2 separate regions of the Mus musculus genome follow, and region 2 is linked to region 1. The links are chromatin contacts, called in public HiChIP or PLAC-seq maps. All regions are on one chromosome and are shown on one strand. Each heading gives the region's core, a stretch centred on a gene start, on an enhancer-like site or on the middle of the called end of the contact. The rest is flanking DNA. Distances are from core to core; before and after follow the strand shown.

Region 1 (4,351 bases), core at 1,258-3,757:
ACACACACACACACACACACACACACACACACACACACATGCTCACACATCACACTTGGAGAGGGAGGTAGGGAGGGGGCACAATGGACCAAGTGATGCACATCTCATTGCAGCTTGAGAAATTTTACAGTCTAGTGCTCATTGAATAACATGTTCTCAGAGTTTCCCAGTCTCTAACCTCTGCATGCGTGGTCTCATGTCAAGAAAAATGTAGTTTCATAGGTTGAGTATTTATGCATCAGATTTTGGGGTCCTGTCTGGAGCAGGTATAAAGTACAGTTTCATTCCGTTTTTGGTAATCCTTGGAGTCAGCAGAACATCACATCCTTCACATGTGTAGGGAGGTGTGGTAGCTGATGTACTGCCTGTCCACTGGTTCTGTGCGCGCTGCTTACTTTCTTTCAAGTTAAAATACCTGGTGCGACATTGGTCCTGAGGCTCTCCATACTGCGCTGATGGAAACCTTGCATCTCAACTTTGTGGGGATTAAAACATTCCCATAGGCTACTCTGCCCTGTTCCATGGGCTCTTCCTTCTCTAAGTCACCAAGCTCACAGGGCACCCCCTCCCCACTCAAGCTCCCAGTGGACCTGAGTGTATTGACAATAATCTTCCTTAGCTTCACCGGGTACAGCGTTCAGTGTTGTCTGAGTTCCCAGCCTGTGGATATCATGCCACAGTAATAGACCTTGCTGGTGTGCAGTCAGCCAGAAGAAATGGGGCTGAGAGACAGGCACATTTGTAAAAAGGACTATAGCTGGGCATGTCTGTACATGTATGTAATCCCAGTACTTGGGAGGTAGAGGCAGGAGGATCAAGAATTCAGTCATCTTTGGCTCTATATCAAAATTTGAGGCCAACCTGGGCTATGAGACCCTGTCTTTAAAAACAATAGAGGGGGAGGGCAGGGAAAGTGACTGGGGGCTATGGCTTTTTGTAAGATGTGTTGGGTATGATACCAGGGTCTCTGAAATGGTAGGAACCCTCTCCTACTGAGCCTAAGTTTCAAGTGTTTGCCAGTCTGGAGGGTGTTCTGAGGAGGAGAAGGTGGTCACTATTTCCACCTAAGGTCCAGCTGAGCAGGGGAAACAGGTGATAGCCCTTCCCTATTTGCTATGGATAGCTCCTGGAGGGAGGTGGGGTGACAGTATGATCTGAGCAAGTTGTGCCCTATCCCCCATAGGAGCTGGAAACTGTATAAGAGGCCATTCCTGAGTGGCCCATGTTTCCCCCAAGCTCCTTCCTGGCAGAGGGCAGAAAGCCGGCCATACTGGGTACAGTTGGGCTTTCCCAGAAATGGCTTTTCTGAGTTAGTTTCAAAATGTTTTATTCTCATCGGTAGGATATGCAAATCCCTTTAACTCCCGTATCTCAGCCTATCCCAGCGGTGTCACTGGTCCGGCAGCTGCCTTCCAGTCCGTGTCCCTGATTGAACTGGGCCAGGCCACCTGGCTGGCCCTGTTCCACAGGTTGTGAGCAGCTCTAGGCATATCACCTGTGTTTCTCTTTGACCATCTAAAACAGTTTTGGGTGACTTGTTGCACCTGGGGGCTATGGCTTTTTGTAGGATGTGTTGGGTATGATACCCTAACATTTTAGTTCCATTCTCTCTTGAAGAATATTTGTTTCCAGTTTTTCACCAGTCTTTCATTGAAAATGCACAAGGTCCTGAAATTCCGGAAGATCTGTGACTTCCACCATGTGGTGTTCTGGAACTCTTTGCTCGGATCTTCCTGTCACTACTACCTTCGGAATTTACCTGCCCTTGGAGCCAAAGGGAGGAACTGCCACCCTCCAAGTTTGGGCTGCAAGGGTTCCCCAGGTTGGATCGTGGAACACTCCTGCCAGCAGGTACAAAGAGTCTCGGGCTTGGCTGGCTAGGCCTGTCCCAGAGCCCAGTGACCTTCTTGGGTGGGATTACTTAACCCCAGGGTGCACAGCGTCCCCTGATTGGCCATTACTCCCTGGCCTAGGTTAGCAGCCTGACCTGGTCAGGGCCTGGGCCCAGATCACCAGCGTTGGTGGAGATGAGGAGCTGCAAACTGAGAGAAAGGAGCCATGACCTGTGGGGTGGTGGGAGAAGAGCCCCACGGGAGTTTGGAATGAGAATGGAAGAACTGAAGCTGTGGAAGTGGTGAATGACAGGCTCTTGGAGGGCGGGAGGGCTCTGAGCCTGTGTTGTGAGTAGGAATGGGAGGAGGACGCGGTCCTGCGGGGAGGAACTGGTGTCTCTTATGCTGAGGGAGGTCTGCATCTGTGGGCAGTTCATTCAGCGGTGGCCTCTAGGGGTTGGGTTTGTGCGTACCGAGTCCTTGAGGGTACAGGGCTCTGGCGGGGCAACCCTGAGACTGTGGCTACAGGGGCGGAGTTTTAAGGGGTGGAGCGTCTGGTGGGCGTGGTCGTTCCGGAAGCCTCCCGACCCCGCCCCGGGCAAACTTTTCCCGAGCCGTGGGGGCGGGCAGGTGAGGTCACGTGGCGGGCAAGGGCGGGCCGGGCGGACCCCGCCCCTACGCCGGAGTCCGGCGGCTGCTCTGGAGCAGCGTGTGGCTGCGAGGGACAGCAGAGTCTAACGGAGCCATGCCCACGAACTTTACGGTGGTGCCGGTGGAGGCGCGCGCCGACGGCGCCGGGGACGAAGCTGCTGAGCGCACGGAAGAACCCGAGTCTCCCGAGAGCGTGGATCAAACCTCCCCTACGCCGGGTGAGCTTGGCCGCACCTGCAACGGGACAAAGGCAGAGGCTGGGCCCTTCTGCTGCCGCTGGGCCGCTCTGACTCGTTGGTTGGCGGCGGCCCGCGCGGCGCGTAGCGGGGCGATGGGAAGGGGTCAGAAGGGCCAACTGGTATCTGCCTGGCTCGGAGGAGTGACCCGAGACCGGGAGAGGATTCTTGGGCTGGTGGTTTGTTGGCCCTGTTCGTTCAGTTTCTTGAATTCAGTGCTCTGCTCCTTGCTTGAGGCGCCCGCTGCATATCTCCCTGTTGGCCTGACTCAGTCAGCCCTGGGGGCGCGGTTCCCACCTCTCTGCATGGCCTGACTGGAGCATCGAGGCTGGAGCACCGGAAACTACTTGGTTTGGCAACTCTGACGGGACTAGGGAGGAGTTGCAGAGCTACTGGAGGTACCTATGGAACGGGAAGGCCCAGGTGTCTAGGTGGTACCTGGGAGAGCTGGAGGTACAGACCCCTGGATGGGTGATCTCACTGACGGACAGCTTCCTCTGGGCAAGCTTTCTTTTGCTCCAGGATGGCCCAGTGTGGTCAACCGATAAATCCGACTGGGATCCCAGATCTGCCTCCACTGACCTTGGACCAGCCAAACTTCCCTTGGGATCTTAGAGGAAGGACAGAGGCCCGTGTAAGCCTGGGGAGGGGGCTGCGCACTCTGAGCGCGGGCTTCTCTTTGCTGCTCTTTGTTCCTTGGATCCGGAGCTCTCTGGCACTTTCACTTTCCACGGGGTGGTGATGGGCCTGGGAATCTCTCTCCATCCTACTTCTCAGCACCCTCTCTGCTGATGGCAAGTCACCTTGAACTGACTGCTTCCTCCCTGTTCCAACTCTCTTCTAGACCTAGATCCTAATAGGCCCTAATAGGTGAGAGGACCCAGCACAGACCTACAGCTGCAGCTGGCCTTGCACCTACCCCAAGTTTTACATTGGAGGTTTGGGCTCCAGGTTCTGGGTCTGGAAGGAAAAGAGGGTGCAATCCTCAAGAGATGGACGGATCTTTTATATATGGCATCAGAGCTTTTGCTGCTCAGAATACAGGCAGTAGAAACTGCGCTTCCTCTAGTCCATACTTTTAGGAGCCTGCATTCATAGACTAGGAGTGCTGGCCCGGAAGTGGCCTAGCCCAGGTCCGCAGCCTGCCTGTCTCACTCTGTGACCCTCTCCATGAGATGCTGGACTGTCCAGCTTTCTCTGCACAGACAAAGCATTCTATGTCTCAGGGCTGCTGCCTGGCTAAACACATAAAATCAGTTGTAAGGTGGAGGCAGAATCTAGAAGTCCAAACTCAGTGTCCATCAGCCAGGGAAGTGTGAAGAGGGTCAGCAGCATCACAGAGACCCCCAGAGTAGAGCCCCCAAAGCCCTTCCTGGTGCCCAGTGGCCTGAGACAGACAATTCTACAATTCTGCAGATGTCCTATATGATTAGTGTCTCAGGCAGAGGTAATTTTCCTTTTGATTCATTTCTTGTTCCCTACAGTATCAGGACTCTCAAGTGGTGCCTGACGCCAGTCAGGGCTGAGGATTCAGCTTCTAGGAAGGGAAGTGACTGTCTGGCTTCCTGAAATTTGCACTGTTAACAAGAGGACAAGCATGCACTTTTAATTCCTTAGTTGTCTTGAGACGAG
Region 2 (3,855 bases), core at 738-3,237, 590 kb after region 1:
TGTAAGGCATTTCCTCAATTAGTGATCAAGGGGGAAAGGCCCCTTGTGGGTGGTGCCATCTCTGGGCTGGCAGTCTTGGGTTCTATAAGAAAGCAGGCTGAGAAAGCCAGTGGAAGCAAGCCAGTAAAGAACATCTCTCCATGGTCTCTGCATCGGCTCCTGCTTTTTGACCTGCTTGAGTTCCTATCCTGACTTCCTTTGGTGATGAACAGCAGTATGGAAGTGTAAGCTGAATAAACCCTTTCCTCCCCAACTTGCTTCTTGGTCATGATGTTTGTGCAGGAATAGAAACCCTGACTAAGACACCAGGCCTGTTGGACATAAGTAAAATTAAGGATTCTAGGATGTAAATGTTTCTTCAGCAGGATTGAGCAGCCATTAGACTCTTTCCCTTAACAAAGGAGACAAACCGAATTACAACTAGTAAGCCCATTTCTCTTTCAAAGACCATTCCTCTAGAAGGCAGTCCCGGGTGACAATAAACTTTAAATATGGTATTCCATAAAGCTCCACTTCTCTTCTTAACAAAGCCTAATTCTGACAGCTGGACGAGATGCCCATAGGCAGGAACAATAAAGATGCACTTAAAAACAATTCAGGCAATGAAAAATACCTTTGCTGTGCAAATCTCCCACCTGCCTAAGTGGCCAGACTTGCAGTCTCCTGTCTCTGTCTAAACTGGTCAAAGCATAAACTGGATCTGGAATAGGAAAGGAATTTAAGGATGCCAACATATGTGGTAAGCATAAACCTAAGGTGTATACAAGTTAATAAAAATCTTCTATCCTTGACTGTTCCTTTTGGGCATTAGCCAGAGCTGGGCTCAGACTATCATTATTTTTTTTTTTTTTCCTTGAGTGTGTGGAGTGAATCCTGGGCATGGGGTGGGCTCACCTATTTCTGCTACAAAAGAATTCTGCTACAATTATAGGTGGCTGACTTATTATCTCCTGTAAAGGGCTTCAATGATCAGGACTTAAAACCCTTCTTGCAGAGCCCAAGGGATAGAGGTGGAAGTAGGAGTTTGTGGCAGCAAATACAAATCACAGAAATTATCAAGGTTTGAAAATGCCTTCTGGCCTTGCAAGAATAGCTGCCAACTAACCCTTGAACATTTCATTGAACATGCATTTTAATATCTATTTCAGAAAATAGACAACTGCAGCCATAATTTGATGCACAATGCAAGTCGATACTGTTCAATGTCTTAGGGCCTTTACTTTGTAATTAAATTGTTAAGTAGGTAGGTGAGACAGAACTTTAAAGAACCCAACCTGTCAAATTTAGTTTACGTTAATAAAACCCTAGGAGTGTGACGAATAACAGGTGACCGGCAAAGAGTGCACTGAGACAAGATCTGACAATCTGGGAGGCCAACATCAGACCCCTGCAACCCTGAGTCACTGTGTACCTCTTCAAATGCAAAAAGAAGTCGCAAGACTGGATGAACACGGTGCAGAAGTCTCACCTGGTATCTTCAAATATCTCTTTGATATTTAAAAACAGTAGCTAAGGCCACTACACAAAACCTGTAAGCTCATCACTTATAAGTCTTAGTGTCGACACCCAGACTACCAACGGATTACTCGCAGACCCGTCCGCATCCAGAATGCAACAGGCCGGTCCCTCCCTTTAACCTTGGAGAACTTCGCTAGACCAAGACGGGGAAGGCCAGACTCCACGCCCGCGACCTCGGGGTCGTGACCTTCGCCGGAAAGCAGTCGGCTTCGGCCCACTGCACCTTCCCAGACTCAGGCCAACTCGGGTGGAATCGTGGCGCACTCCTAGCGCCTGCCATTTCGTGGCACTAACTCACCGCCCCAGTTAACGCCAAGCGCCGCCCGCGAAGAAGCCTCGAAACTGCGCCAACCCCGGCCATGTCTGCCTTCCCGCAAGCCCCAGCGACAGACTGCGCTTGCGCACCGAGTCGCGCGGGTGTCGGGCTTGGAAGATTCTGCGCCTGCGCAACACGCCCCTCCTGGCTCGCGTGAGTGGTGGTGCGCCTGCGCCCTGTAAACGCGGCGGTGGCAACACGTCTGAGGTAGGGTGGCAGCAACGCTGATGGGCTCTGCTCCAGGGGTAAGTGAGGTGCCAATGTCTTTAAAGTGCTTCTCGGGTGGTTCTTGTTTGCCAAAACAGAGAGGGTCGGATGATCTGGAGAGATGGAAGTAGGGTCCTGGGGCGGAGATCGCAAGCTCCATAAGAGCCCGTTTTGTTGGGCGCTTGAATCTCAACTAATGGGGGGGGGGGGGGGTACATACTGCCCTGGACTTCTAGAGTAGGTAGGAATGATGTCTTGGTGGCTGGACAAGGAGCAGCTAGCTGCACTGGGCTACGTAAAAGCCAGGATACTGAACTAGAAACTATATCCAAAGCTTTCGTCTTCGTTACAGCAGCTGGGAAGCTGGAGGCCCGGCCTGTTGTCATCCTGAAAGCTGCTTAGATCGTGGCTAGCATCCCATATTGCAAACGCGCTCTCATTTGATCACTTTCAGATAGTTTTTCTATTTTTCTAGTGAGTATAGCTGAAATGTTCGGTGGAATTAAATAGCATAAAAAGTAAACCAATAATCGTAATTGTTTCCTGAATTTTCAGTTAATATTAGATTAAGGTTTTCCTCTTGGTGCACAATCTTTATGACCATTATTTTGAATTGTTTAAGTTTACAATGAACCGTTCCCATTTTATTTCTTTGTTTTTTTATTAATAAATAAGGAAATATGGAATATATTCATGCACAACACTTTATATTTTGAATTATTTCCTTGAACTTTATAACCCCAAAATGGATGTTGTTGGTGCAGAGGAAATAAATATGACAGCTTACCCTACAAGGGTTCTGCGTTGGTGGGTTCAACCAACTGCAGATAAAATATATTTGGGGAAAATGTGTCTGTTCGGAGTATGTACAGACTTTTTTTTTAACAAGGGGGAAAATAAAACAGATGAACTACTTAAGTGCCTTTATACCTTATTAGGTATCGGTGACTTAGAGATAAAGTATTGAGCAGATTATATTCAAATACAGCATTGTATATGGGAGCCTTGGCTATCTTCAAGGCTTTTGGTATGAGATGGGGCTCCCCATCAGATATCTGATGGATGGCTATACATAGTAGGAGGTTTTTGAAAGTTGCCTGCTTTTAGTGTGTGTATGTGTGTGTGTGCATACATACATATATATATATGTATATACACATACATATTTCTAAATTAGGCATCTACCATACGTCATACGTATTAATTCTATAGTTCCTATAAACCGTTACATTCTGAGCCATGTATTATGGTTATATATTTATTGTTCATTATTGTGCATCTTAACATGTTAAACAAGGTTTGTTAAAAACACTAAAACTTTCAAAATTTGGGTTGAATTACGTATTTCTTACATGGATCTTGGTTAACTATTTTGTGTTTATTGTATTTGTACATATAAGCAAGCTGAATGTTTTTATGACTTTACAGTATGAGAACACCCATCGAATATGGGTACTTTTTATTTTATTTTTATTTATTTGAGACAGAGACTCTCTGTATAGACCTGGCTCTCCACTATGTAGACTAGACTATCTTCAAACTCAAAGAGATCAGCCTGCCTCTGCCAACTTGAATTCTGAGATTAAAAGCATGCACTAACATGCCTGGCTAATATGGGTAGTTTGTAAACTAGTAAATTTATATTAATATTGGTATCCAGCCTAGTTTGTGAGTTATACCCTAATATGAAGCAAGGGATTTTTGTAATCCTGATCATGATCCTCATGTAAAAAGATTTTCTTTGATTTTTGTCTGTAGAAAACTGCTCATTCTTCAAACCCCAGGTCATATAAAGCAAATGTCTATTGTGGATT

What was found. HiChIP or PLAC-seq counts read pairs in DNA pulled down with a chosen protein or histone mark.
Region 2: a contact with region 1 is called in an H3K27ac HiChIP or PLAC-seq map of epiblast stem cells, with 4 times the contacts expected there. The contact joins the promoter of Ccdc127 here to the promoter of Slc12a7 in region 1. A contact is called at or near these places in 1 of 39 promoter capture datasets (cranial neural crest), 1 of 484 Hi-C or Micro-C datasets (embryonic stem cells) and 1 of 115 datasets of contacts at active chromatin or transcription factors (epiblast stem cells).

Annotation. Positions count from the first base shown.
Region 1 is chr13:73,761,190-73,765,540 of GRCm38.p6, forward strand. Slc12a7 (solute carrier family 12, member 7) reads left to right here and starts at 2,508. Exons shown (of 24, transcript NM_011390.2): 1 at 2,508-2,701. The coding sequence starts at 2,578.
Region 2 is chr13:74,348,330-74,352,184 of GRCm38.p6, forward strand. Ccdc127 (coiled-coil domain containing 127) reads left to right here and starts at 1,988. Exons shown (of 3, transcript NM_001168659.1): 1 at 1,988-2,079. Sdha (succinate dehydrogenase complex, subunit A, flavoprotein (Fp)) reads right to left here and starts at 1,911. Exons shown (of 15, transcript NM_023281.1): 1 at 1,817-1,911. The coding sequence starts at 1,879.